Regions from separate parts of the Sus scrofa genome. Here all the other regions are linked to region 3. The links are chromatin contacts, called in public HiChIP or PLAC-seq and promoter capture Hi-C maps. All regions are on one chromosome and are shown on one strand. Each heading gives the region's core, a stretch centred on a gene start, on an enhancer-like site or on the middle of the called end of the contact. The rest is flanking DNA. Distances are from core to core; before and after follow the strand shown. Region 1 holds the start of SCARF2 (scavenger receptor class F member 2). Region 2 holds the start of KLHL22 (kelch-like protein 22). Region 3 holds the start of GSC2 (homeobox protein goosecoid-2).

Region 1 (3,315 bases), core at 197-2,696, 150 kb before region 3:
GGTTCTGTGGGAGGGGCCCCTACATAGGGAAGGGCACTGCTGAGATCAAGGCCATGCCCAGACGGAACTGCCCAGAAGTGCTTGGTCTGTTTACTTGTCCCACGGAAGTGTTTGCATTCGTGACCACATGGGTGCAGCTTCCCCGGCCACCTTCCCCAACTTCTGCCTCCCTCCTGGACCAGCATGGCTCAGAGAGGGGACCTAATGGTGGAAGGCCCCTACCCTGCTCCTCCCCAGCCCACCTTCTTCCAGCCTGGTGGTGCCCACAGCCTTGGACCTTTTAGTGGCCCTTATTCCACCCTCCCAGATGGGCTATCCAGGTACCTGAGGCAGGACACCACCGTCCCCTCAGGGGTCTGCATGCAGCCTGCTCCCTGGGAGAAGGCAGGTGCCCCTCCTTGCCCAGGCCCTTCTGCCAACTCTCAAGTCCCCAGAAGCCCAGCTCATCACTGCTAGGACCCAGCTGCTAGCTTTCTGTTCCATCCCCTGGCTTACCTGCCGTCCCTGCTTCCCCTCTGCTTCCTGGCCTGGGGTTCCTTCTCCTCCCTGTCCCCTTCTCTGCTGCCCCTGCTCTGCTCTGTGCTGCCGCGCACCCTCCTGATGTAGTAGCGCCCATGCTTCCAGCCCTGACTCCACCTTCTGGACTTTTCCTTTGGTGACCTCCTGAAACCGACGGAATCCCTGTCAGGTCCCCAGCCCTTCTCCACACCTTGACAAGAGCTGTAGGGTCTCAGTCCCAGGGCGGTCCTGCCACTTCCATTAGTCTCCCTGACCTGCCTTCACCTCCACTTTCTCTCGTCGGAGCCCACGGGGGTGCCATTCTCTCCAGTCCATCCCTATGCTCCCCAACCTCCTACTCAGGCCTCTGGTCCAGACCGAGTCTACCCATAGGCCTCGAGCATCCGGCCCGCCGTAGCTTGCAGGCTTTGATTGCACTGATGGCACAGCCGGGTACTAGGCAGGCCTCTGGGGGGTGCGGGTGGGCAGAGGCCGGCTTGCAGCCTTGACCTGGCCGTTCTGAGGCGCTGCTGGCGGGGGCGCCGAGGGAGCTTCGGTGCGTCGCGCCTCGTCCCCACCTCCTTCCCGTCCCTGGCCTGGCCTCGCAGGGAGCGCGCAGGGGCCGCTTCTGGGGTGGGTGTCTGGGGAGGGGAGGGACACGAGCGGCGGTCGGGGATTCCCCGGGCGGGCCCCTTCCAAGTTTGCCCCCAAGTTTGCGCGCGGCCGCGTGGGGGCGGGGGCCGTGCGGAGGGGCGGCGGCGCGGCCAGAGGGTGGGGTCTGGCGCGCGGGGCGGGCGCTGCCGCCTGGCCGGCCGCGGCTGGCCCGGGATCAGGGAGCCGATGTGGAATTTCCTGCCCGGCCCGGCGCCCCTCCTGCCGCCCCCCGCCCGGCCGCGCACTCCGCTTCCGGCCGCTCTCGCTTGCGGCCGCACCCGCGCCCGCCCCGCGCCTGCCCCGCGCCGCATGGAGGGCGCAGGGCCCCGGGGGGCCGGGCCGGCGCGGCGCCGGGGAGCCGGGGGGCCGCCGCCGCGGTTGCTGCCGCCGCCACCGCTGCTACTGCTGCTCTGGCTGTTGCCCGGCCCCGCGGCGCCCCAGGAGCTGAGCCCGCGCGGCCGCAACGTGTGCCGCGCGCCCGGGTAGGAGCCGGCCGGGCTGGGGAAGGGAGCCGAAGGGGACGCCCAGGACCGGGGGGAGGGGGCGCCCGGGACCTCTCTGCGCCAAACGCGCGGGCCTCTCTGGCGGGCCTCGCCGACACCGGCTCCGCTCCAGGCCGAGCTAGGGCGCCGGGCCACGACGGTGCGTCCGAGGATACACCGGACGAGGAGACAGCGAAGGGAAAGCGGAGGACTGTGGGCGCTCGGAGGGCTGACACAGGGTGTCCGAGATTTTAGACCCAGAAAAAGGGACCCTTGGGCCGGGCAGTGAAGGCCATAAGTCAGGAAGGGCATTTCAAGCCCATGGCATGGCATGGCATGCTCAGGAGCCCAGGCACACGAGTGTGGCTAGAGCCAGGATGAAGGGACGGTGAGGGTCCAGGGGAGATGGAGCGGCGCTCCTGAAAGAAGGGAGCCGAGGAGGACTTAAGGCAGGCGAGACTCGGAAGGACAGAACAGTCTTAGGAGGAGCGGGCTCGGGTGGGAGGAAGGTAGTAACGGAGGTGGGCATCGAGAAGGCTGCGCTCAGAGTGGACCAGAAGCAGGGATCGAAAAGACAATGCCCTGCGCCGGCGCCGGCATCGGGAGGATGTGGACCTCCCGGGTAGGAATACCAGGTGTGGGAGGGGCGGCGCCGAGGTGGGGCGCCCCAAGGAGCTGACTGGGGAAGCGTGTGGAACAGGAGGGGACAGGCCTTGCCCGAGGGCGGCAGGCCCAGGACTCTGCGCAGAGGGCGAAGAGCACAGGCCAAGACCCAGGAGTGGACGCAGGGGTCGGAGGACCTGGTGGGCCCCTTTAAGAGGCCATTTCGAGGTCAAGGGCATCTCCACGCGGGGGCAAGAAGCCTGTGTGTGGGGGTGCCTTGACCTGTGCCGGGGGCGCCGGGTGGACAGGAAGCTGGAGGGGCAGCCACCGGCTCCTAGCGGGTGCAGTAGGGACGCCCTGGGCCGCAGAGCCCAGGGGGCCGCGTCCGGGGGCAGGGCGGTCGCCGCAGACAAGGGGCTGTGAGGGGCCGCGCGGGGTTTCCAAGCTCAGATCCCGAGGCGCGCAGACCCCTCCCCGCTGCGAGCTCCGCCTCCGGGCGGGGGCCGGCCTGGCCCGCCATCTGCTTCACATCGACGCCGCCGCCGCCTCCCGGGCCTCCCGGGCCTCCCCGGCCCCAGGAATGCAGTGGCGGAGGCGGGCGGGGCTGCCTGGAGAGGGGGAGGGCACGATCGCCAGCGGCCCTGTCCTACCGCCTAGGCCCCTCCTTCCCTGTGGGGGTCCATGCTGGGGGATCCGATGGCAGCCTGGAGCGGTCGGGAGCCTGCTCCCACTCCCCCTCTCCGGAGACCTCCCCACGAGGCGGTCTGTTCCCGTAGCCTGGAGTCTGGGCTGGGTTTCAGATGCTGGTGTCACCTTTCCCCATCTGAGTAGCCTTGGGCAAATGGCTTAACCTCTCTGAGCCTGTCTCCACCTCTGTCAACTGAGGTTGGTGGTGGTACCCACCTCATGCGGGAGAGGGTGGATGGCTGATTGTGACCCTGGGTGGAGCTGGTTAATGGTCATCTCTTTCATTACCTTCCCAAGGCTGGGCCTTGTAAGGCTCACACTCGAGGTTCCCTTCGCCCCTGTGGCAGGAGGACCAGGGAGGGAAGCCTGCTCTCAGTCAGTAAGATCCCAC
Region 2 (2,844 bases), core at 213-2,712, 190 kb before region 3:
TTCTCCATGTATGCGGTGTGCTAACTGGATGTCTTTTGACATAATTGTTACACGTTTGGCATGGATAGCGCATAGGTTGGTGTCTTCAAAAAGGCCAACCAGATAGGTCTCACTTGCCTCCAGCAAAGCAGCAATAGGTGCACTCTGGAGCACAGATCTGTTCTGAAGTCCTGAGCAATTTCCCACACCAGACACTGGAAGGGAAGCTTATGAATAAGAAGTTCAGTGGACTTCTTTTTTTTTTTTTGCTTTTTTTAGGGCTGCACCCGTGGCATATGGAGGTTCCCAGGCTAGGGGTCCAAATAGAGCTACAACTGCCCACCTACACCACAGCCACAGCAACACCAGATCCAAGCCATGTGACCTACACCACAGCTCACAGCAACAGCAGATCCTTAAACCTTCAGTGGATTTCTGATAACGTCTAATTTCACAGAGTTCCACGGGTACCAGGCCCGTAATGATGAAGTTTCTTCACCCCTCCAGTAGAGGGCACACTCTTGCGGGCGGCTTTTGTAGCCCGTTGCTTCTTCAGTGCTTTACCACCGGTGGATTTGCAAAGGTCTGCTTTGTATAAGCTGTGGTATAGAGACCTCCTTACTTACCCCCCTTCTCCTTCGGCTGGAGCTCAACGAGCTAGAGATGGCGCTAGTGAACGATGGCGGCTCAGCAGTGGCTGTGAACACAATTGAGTTTTTTGTTTTTTGGGGTTTTTTTTTTGGTTAGATCTGCCCTCCATGTTCTTGCTGACACTGCCCCCATCCTGGAATGCTTTTCCTGCTCCTCCAAAGTTCTCATCTGTTACACAGCTCGGGGATCACCACCTCCAGAAAGCCCTCCTGGAAGGCCTCTCCCACTGGGAACCTTTGCTCTTGGAGGCTGTTCCAGTCTCCCAATCCTGTCTAAAGCCTCAGGCAGCTGTCTGCGCTCAGTGCTTCTTTTCACTTACTTTCTCTCTCTCCCACGTTCGCCCACCGTTCTTTTTAACCTCCAGCCATCCCCAGCCACATCCTCCGTCACAGCACCCCATCCTCCGGACGCGGCCATCACACATGAGCCTTGTAGAATGGAGTCTCCTGCGGGTGAGGAGGAGAAAAATGAACGCAAGCTCTTCTCAGACTGCCGGGCCCCTGCTGTAGGCTGGGGAACGGATTTACTCCCCAATCTTGGTAAACAAGAAAACACCTGTTCACCCTGGCCATGTTTATGTCATTGCTGGCATCCAGCAGGGGGCGGGCAACTCAGAGGACCTCGAGGGAGGGACCGAGGTGAGGAAGGAGGAAAGGTTTAAGGGGCGTGATCCTCGCCAGAACGCCTTCCTTCACGTCCTCACTCTTCTCTCTGCTGCCTGTGCAGGCGCCCCTCGGCGCCGGGGTCTGGAACCAGGCGGAGACTCGGCTTCAGGGGGATCCCGCCTCCGCCCCGGCCCCGCCCCCGCCCCGCGTCCGCCTGGCGCCTGCGCGGCGAGACCACGTAAGGCACCGAAGCCCCGCCCCGCGCCCCGCCCCGCCCCGCGAGTGCGGCCTCAGCTTGCAGCTGCGCCAGGTGAGCGACCAGCGCCGGTCAGCGCGGGTTCCCTTGCGGGGCCTGGGGGCGGTTCGCAGCGTGGGACGGGCGCGCGGGGCCGGGACAAGGGCTTGAGCTGCGCGGGGCACGTGCCGGGAGCAGACCGGGCCGGGGGGCGGGAGGAGGCCTGAGGCGAACCCGCGGCCTGACGTGGCTGAGGCGGCGGGCGGGACCCCCGGGCGCGGCGGGCCGGAGCTTCGGGGACGCCGGCGTCCTGGTCCCTACCAGGGCTGTCACTCTGGCAGGTCAGCGCGCGCGCTTCCCGCGGCGACGTCGGCGCTGTGTGGGCGGCCCTGCAGCAGGCGGAGGGTCGGGCGGCCGTCCGTCCACCCGGTTCGACCTTGGACCCCGGCCCACCTGCATCGGCCCCTCAGCCGGCCCAGGCTCGGACCCTGCGCGCCGCCGGGACGGACCCGGACGGACCCGGAGGCCGGGCTGTCAGTGCGACGCCTGGGCCTGGAGCTCCCGGTCTCTGGCCCCGCCGCGGGCCCAGCGCTTTCGCCCGGGCGCCTCCCCGCCCCGCTCTGATGCTCCAGAGCCATCCCAGCCCGCCCCTGACCCTGGCCACCCCCTGGGAGGTGGGACCCCTTTCCCTTTGTTGGAGACCTTGCTTCGTGCTGCCAAGGTTTGAGCTTTGTGGGGGGCCAGACGCTGTTTGGGGGCCCTGAAGAGGAATGACAGTGTCTGTTCAGTAAATGGTGTTGAGTTGAACATTCTTCGAAAATACTTCAGACTCTGTCATTCATGAGTTCATGAAATTCATTTTATGTCCTTCGGTTTGTACCTACTTGGGATATAAACCCTTTTCCTGCTCTTTCTAAAACCCTGAAGAGCTCTGAATGCAGGGCCTTGCTTGTGATGACTAGGGAAATGTAATGGGATGAAGAAGGAACTTAGTCCAGGGAAGGACTTGGTGATAGAGAACCCTTGTAAAATAAATAGGTCTAGGGTGCCAGAGAGTGAGCTTGCAAGAACGTTTTATATTTCAAAAAAAACAGAAATGGGAAGGAAATCACAAAGTATGTGCAGCATTCCACTTAATTTTTTATTTTTTGAAATTTGACAGTTAGGGAAGTTACACTGTGAAATGCTGTTTTTCATCTAAGTACAATTTTTTTTAAAGAATGCTATTGGGTGTGCTAGACACTGGTTGAAATTGGGTTCTCATACTTTGCTGGTGGAAGGAAAAAAACTGGTATACGTCAGCAGGAGGCATTTTGGCTATATCTATTGAAATGTGAACTATACATTCCAAATAGAACTGCCCAGCAGTTTTTT
Region 3 (3,066 bases), core at 422-2,921:
CTGGCCATTGGAAAACAGGGCGCACAGAGCAGGGGGCATGGGGCGCTCTCCCGCCTGGCTCAAGTGGCCGGGGACACACGCAGAGGGAGATGCTGCATCGAGCTCCAGGACGCAGACAGCTGTGCAGACTCCACGAAAGAGGCTGGTGTCCTCTCCCACCTCCTGTTATGGCAGATCTCTCTTCTCCCAGCGCTGACGCCAGAGGACGCCGCCGAGCCCAGGAGTGACCCCCATGGCCGTCAGCAGCTCTCCTTAGGGGGTTTCTTGGCTCCTGGCAGGAGCCTACCAGACGCTGACGCGCGTTTCTGGTGTCGCCACTTGGCCCGGCGGTTCTTGAACCAGACCTGAGGAGAAGGAGAGGCGCTCAGGCACGCCCAGCCTGGGGATCTGCGTCCCACGCAGCTTCCAAAGTGGACCCGCCAGGGCCTCGGGATGCAGGTGTGTGCGGACGAAGACTGCGGAGCCAGGACCGCTCAGCGGCTGCGCCCTGCTCTCTCACCTGCTGCAGATGCCGGTAGCAACTTGGGCATCGGGGCTGTAGCAGCTTCCCCACTCGGACCAGCATACTTGCCCTCCCCTTCCCACCCCCTGCTGCTGCGCGCTCTCCCGAGCTTCCCAAATTCCGAAACATGCATGCTCTCCTCGATAGTCATGGGTGGTGCCGGGGAGGGGAGTTTAAAACTAAGGAAAAGAAACCAGCCTTATCTCCGCTCCGGCTCCTGCCCTTCCGCAAGAGCCAGTTCCTGCCCGCCTCTCGTCCCGGACCCGCCTGGCGCTCCCTCGCTCCCGGGGCCTCCGCACTTCGGGCCCCGAGTCGCGGACACACACCTCTACACGCTCCTCGCGCAGGCGGATGCGGCCGGCCAGCCGCTCCCGCGTGCCCACGTCGGGGTACTGGTTCTGCACGAAGAGCGCCTCCAGCGCCTGCAGCTGCTCCTCGCTGAAGATGGTGCGGTGGCGCCTCGTGCGTCGCTGCGGCCCGGGGCTGCCAGCGCCCGGCAGCGCCCCAGAGCCTTCGGTAGACGAGGCCAAGGGCAAGGGCGCCGTGGGTCCTAGCCTCACCGGCCAAGGCAGCCGCGCGCCTGCGGGGCGAGGGCGCGTTGAGGCGCGGGGCAGGCGCCGGGCTCCAATCCCACCGCGCCGCGCTGGGTACCCCCGGGCCCGCGCCCTCCGCCCACTCACCCAGCCCCGAGGCCGGCTCCGGGGCCCGTTGGGGCGCGGCGCGGGGGCCGCAGCAGCAGCAGCAGGCACAGGGAGCTGCCTCAGGCGTCCCGGGCGCCCCGGGCTCCGCGGGGCTTTGGCGGCCGGCGGCCAGCGGCGGAGGGGCGGCCCGGGCCGGAGGGCTCCGCTCGGGGAGGCCGGAGAGGATATGCTCAATGGAGAAGGGGCAGAGCCTCCCGGAGCCCCTGCGGCCCGACGCGCCCCCGGCCGCCGTCATGCCGCCTGTTGGCCACCGCCGCCGCCGCCGCGGGAATATATCCGTCGGGGGGGCGCGCGGTAATCCCCGGGCCGGGCGCCGGGTCCACGCGGGCTAATCCCGCCTCACCGCCAGCAGCGCGCTAATCCCCGGCGGCCGCGGCGGAGGCGGGAGGGGCTGCGGGGGCCCTGCGCCCCGCATCCGTGCCCCTGACCCGTGGGGCTGGCGGAGCGCGGGGCTGCCTCCAATGCCCACCCTCCTGCGGTCTAGCCCTGAGGCTAGGGCGGCGCCTAGAGGACGCCGGGAGCGCTGCAGCCCTAGGGCGCGGCTGACCCACCGGCCCAGCCCGTGTCCCCTGTCCCATAGCCACCGCGGCCAGGGCTGACTCCTCGTCCCCTTCGGGGCCTTACCTGGGCGGCGAACAAGTCTGGAGAAACCTGACAAACTGCACAGTCTCCTGGTCCTCAAACTTCTGAGCTCCAGCCTCAGGTGGGGCCCAATACCATCCGCAACGCCGTGCTCGCACCACACTTTGGCCCCAATCTCCGCCCCCACCCCCACCAATTAAGAGCCCCGGCCTCATCCTCAGGCAGGAAACCCGCGCGGGCGTCAGACATCCCCGCGCAAAACCCGCAACCCCATTGCTCCGGGGCCCTTTTCTTGGATCAGGGAATCTTCCCAACTCCATCCAAGGCCCCACTTATGTGCTCTGAAGCCACTTCTCCTTTCCTTTCCTGTATGTCCCAGCATCCCCTCAAAACCTTTAACACCCCTGCCCACCCTCAGTGTAGTCACACTTCTCAGGAGCTGTCCTGTCGTCCACACCCCCACTGCTCAGCAGGGGCCAGTCTGGCTCCGTCCACCATCTCTCCAGGGCATTCTGCCCAACAATGCTGGTGACCTACACTTTGCCAAATTCTAGGAAGACTGTTTTTTTCTTTTCTTTTCTTTTTCTTTCCTTCTTTCTTTTTTTGTTTTTTTGCTTTTTAGTGCTGCACCGGAGGCATACAGAGGTTCCCAGGCTGGGAACCCAATCAGAGCTACAGTGCCACAGCAATGCAGGATCCAAGCCTCGCCTTCGACCAACACCACAGCTCACAGCAATGCTGGATCTGTAACTGAGTGAGGCCAGGGATCAAACCACAACCTCATGGTTTCCAGTTGGATTTGTTTCACTGCTCCAGTACGGGAACTCCTAGGAAGACTGTTTCATCCTCAACTAAGCAGCTTTGTACAGCCAGCCAGGGCTTGTGTGTAAGGCCTTCTCTGGACCTCTGAAAGGTTACTCTGGCTCACAGGACATAACAGCAGGCAGCCTGGTTTGCACTCCAGCTGTCATTTCCTAGCTGTGGGATAGGTTCCTTCCCTCCCTTGTGCTGGGGTTTCCCAGTCTATACACTGGTATAATAATGGCGACATAACTCTCAGATGCTCTGTGGGTGAAAGGTTAGAACCCCTCTGGTCAGGGGTCTCCATGAATGCCCTTGGGGGACAACATATGCTTTTCTTCCACTTCACATCCCCTTCCTGAGGGGCTCTTGCTGACTCCACTCTGGTGTCGGTGAGGACACTTTGGACTTCAAGCGACAGAACCTGCTGACTCAGTTGTCAAAGAGGCCTGACATATGGTGCCCAGGGCTTGATCTGGA

The links. Promoter capture Hi-C pulls out the DNA fragments that hold promoters and counts their contacts. HiChIP or PLAC-seq counts read pairs in DNA pulled down with a chosen protein or histone mark.
Region 1: a contact with region 3 is called in a promoter capture Hi-C map of fetal skeletal muscle, with 4 times the contacts expected there. The contact joins the promoter of SCARF2 here to the promoter of GSC2 in region 3. A contact is called at or near these places in 4 of 5 promoter capture datasets (fetal liver, fetal skeletal muscle and liver), 11 of 47 Hi-C or Micro-C datasets (alveolar macrophages, embryonic fibroblasts, fetal heart ventricle and 7 more) and 2 of 2 datasets of contacts at active chromatin or transcription factors (alveolar macrophages and skeletal muscle).
Region 2: an H3K27ac HiChIP or PLAC-seq map of skeletal muscle shows a contact between it and region 3, with 3 times the contacts expected there. The contact joins the promoter of KLHL22 here to the promoter of GSC2 in region 3. A contact is called at or near these places in 1 of 47 Hi-C or Micro-C datasets (liver) and 2 of 2 datasets of contacts at active chromatin or transcription factors (alveolar macrophages and skeletal muscle).

The regions. Positions count from the first base shown.
Region 1 is chr14:50,811,715-50,815,029 of Sscrofa11.1, forward strand. It overlaps SCARF2 (scavenger receptor class F member 2), which reads left to right and starts at 1,447. Exons shown (of 11, transcript XM_021072793.1): 1 at 1,447-1,634. The coding sequence starts at 1,462.
Region 2 is chr14:50,772,455-50,775,298 of Sscrofa11.1, forward strand. It overlaps KLHL22 (kelch-like protein 22), which reads left to right and starts at 1,463. Exons shown (of 8, transcript XM_021072689.1): 1 at 1,463-1,545; 2 at 1,812-2,191. It overlaps LOC106505550 (a long non-coding RNA gene), which reads right to left and starts at 1,440. Exons shown (of 4, transcript XR_002338430.1): 1 at 1,194-1,440; 2 at 950-1,076; 3 at 606-676.
Region 3 is chr14:50,958,753-50,961,818 of Sscrofa11.1, forward strand. GSC2 (homeobox protein goosecoid-2) reads right to left here and starts at 1,672. Exons shown (of 3, transcript XM_001927426.5): 1 at 1,183-1,672; 2 at 829-1,082; 3 at 1-344. The coding sequence starts at 1,438. The coding sequence ends at 240.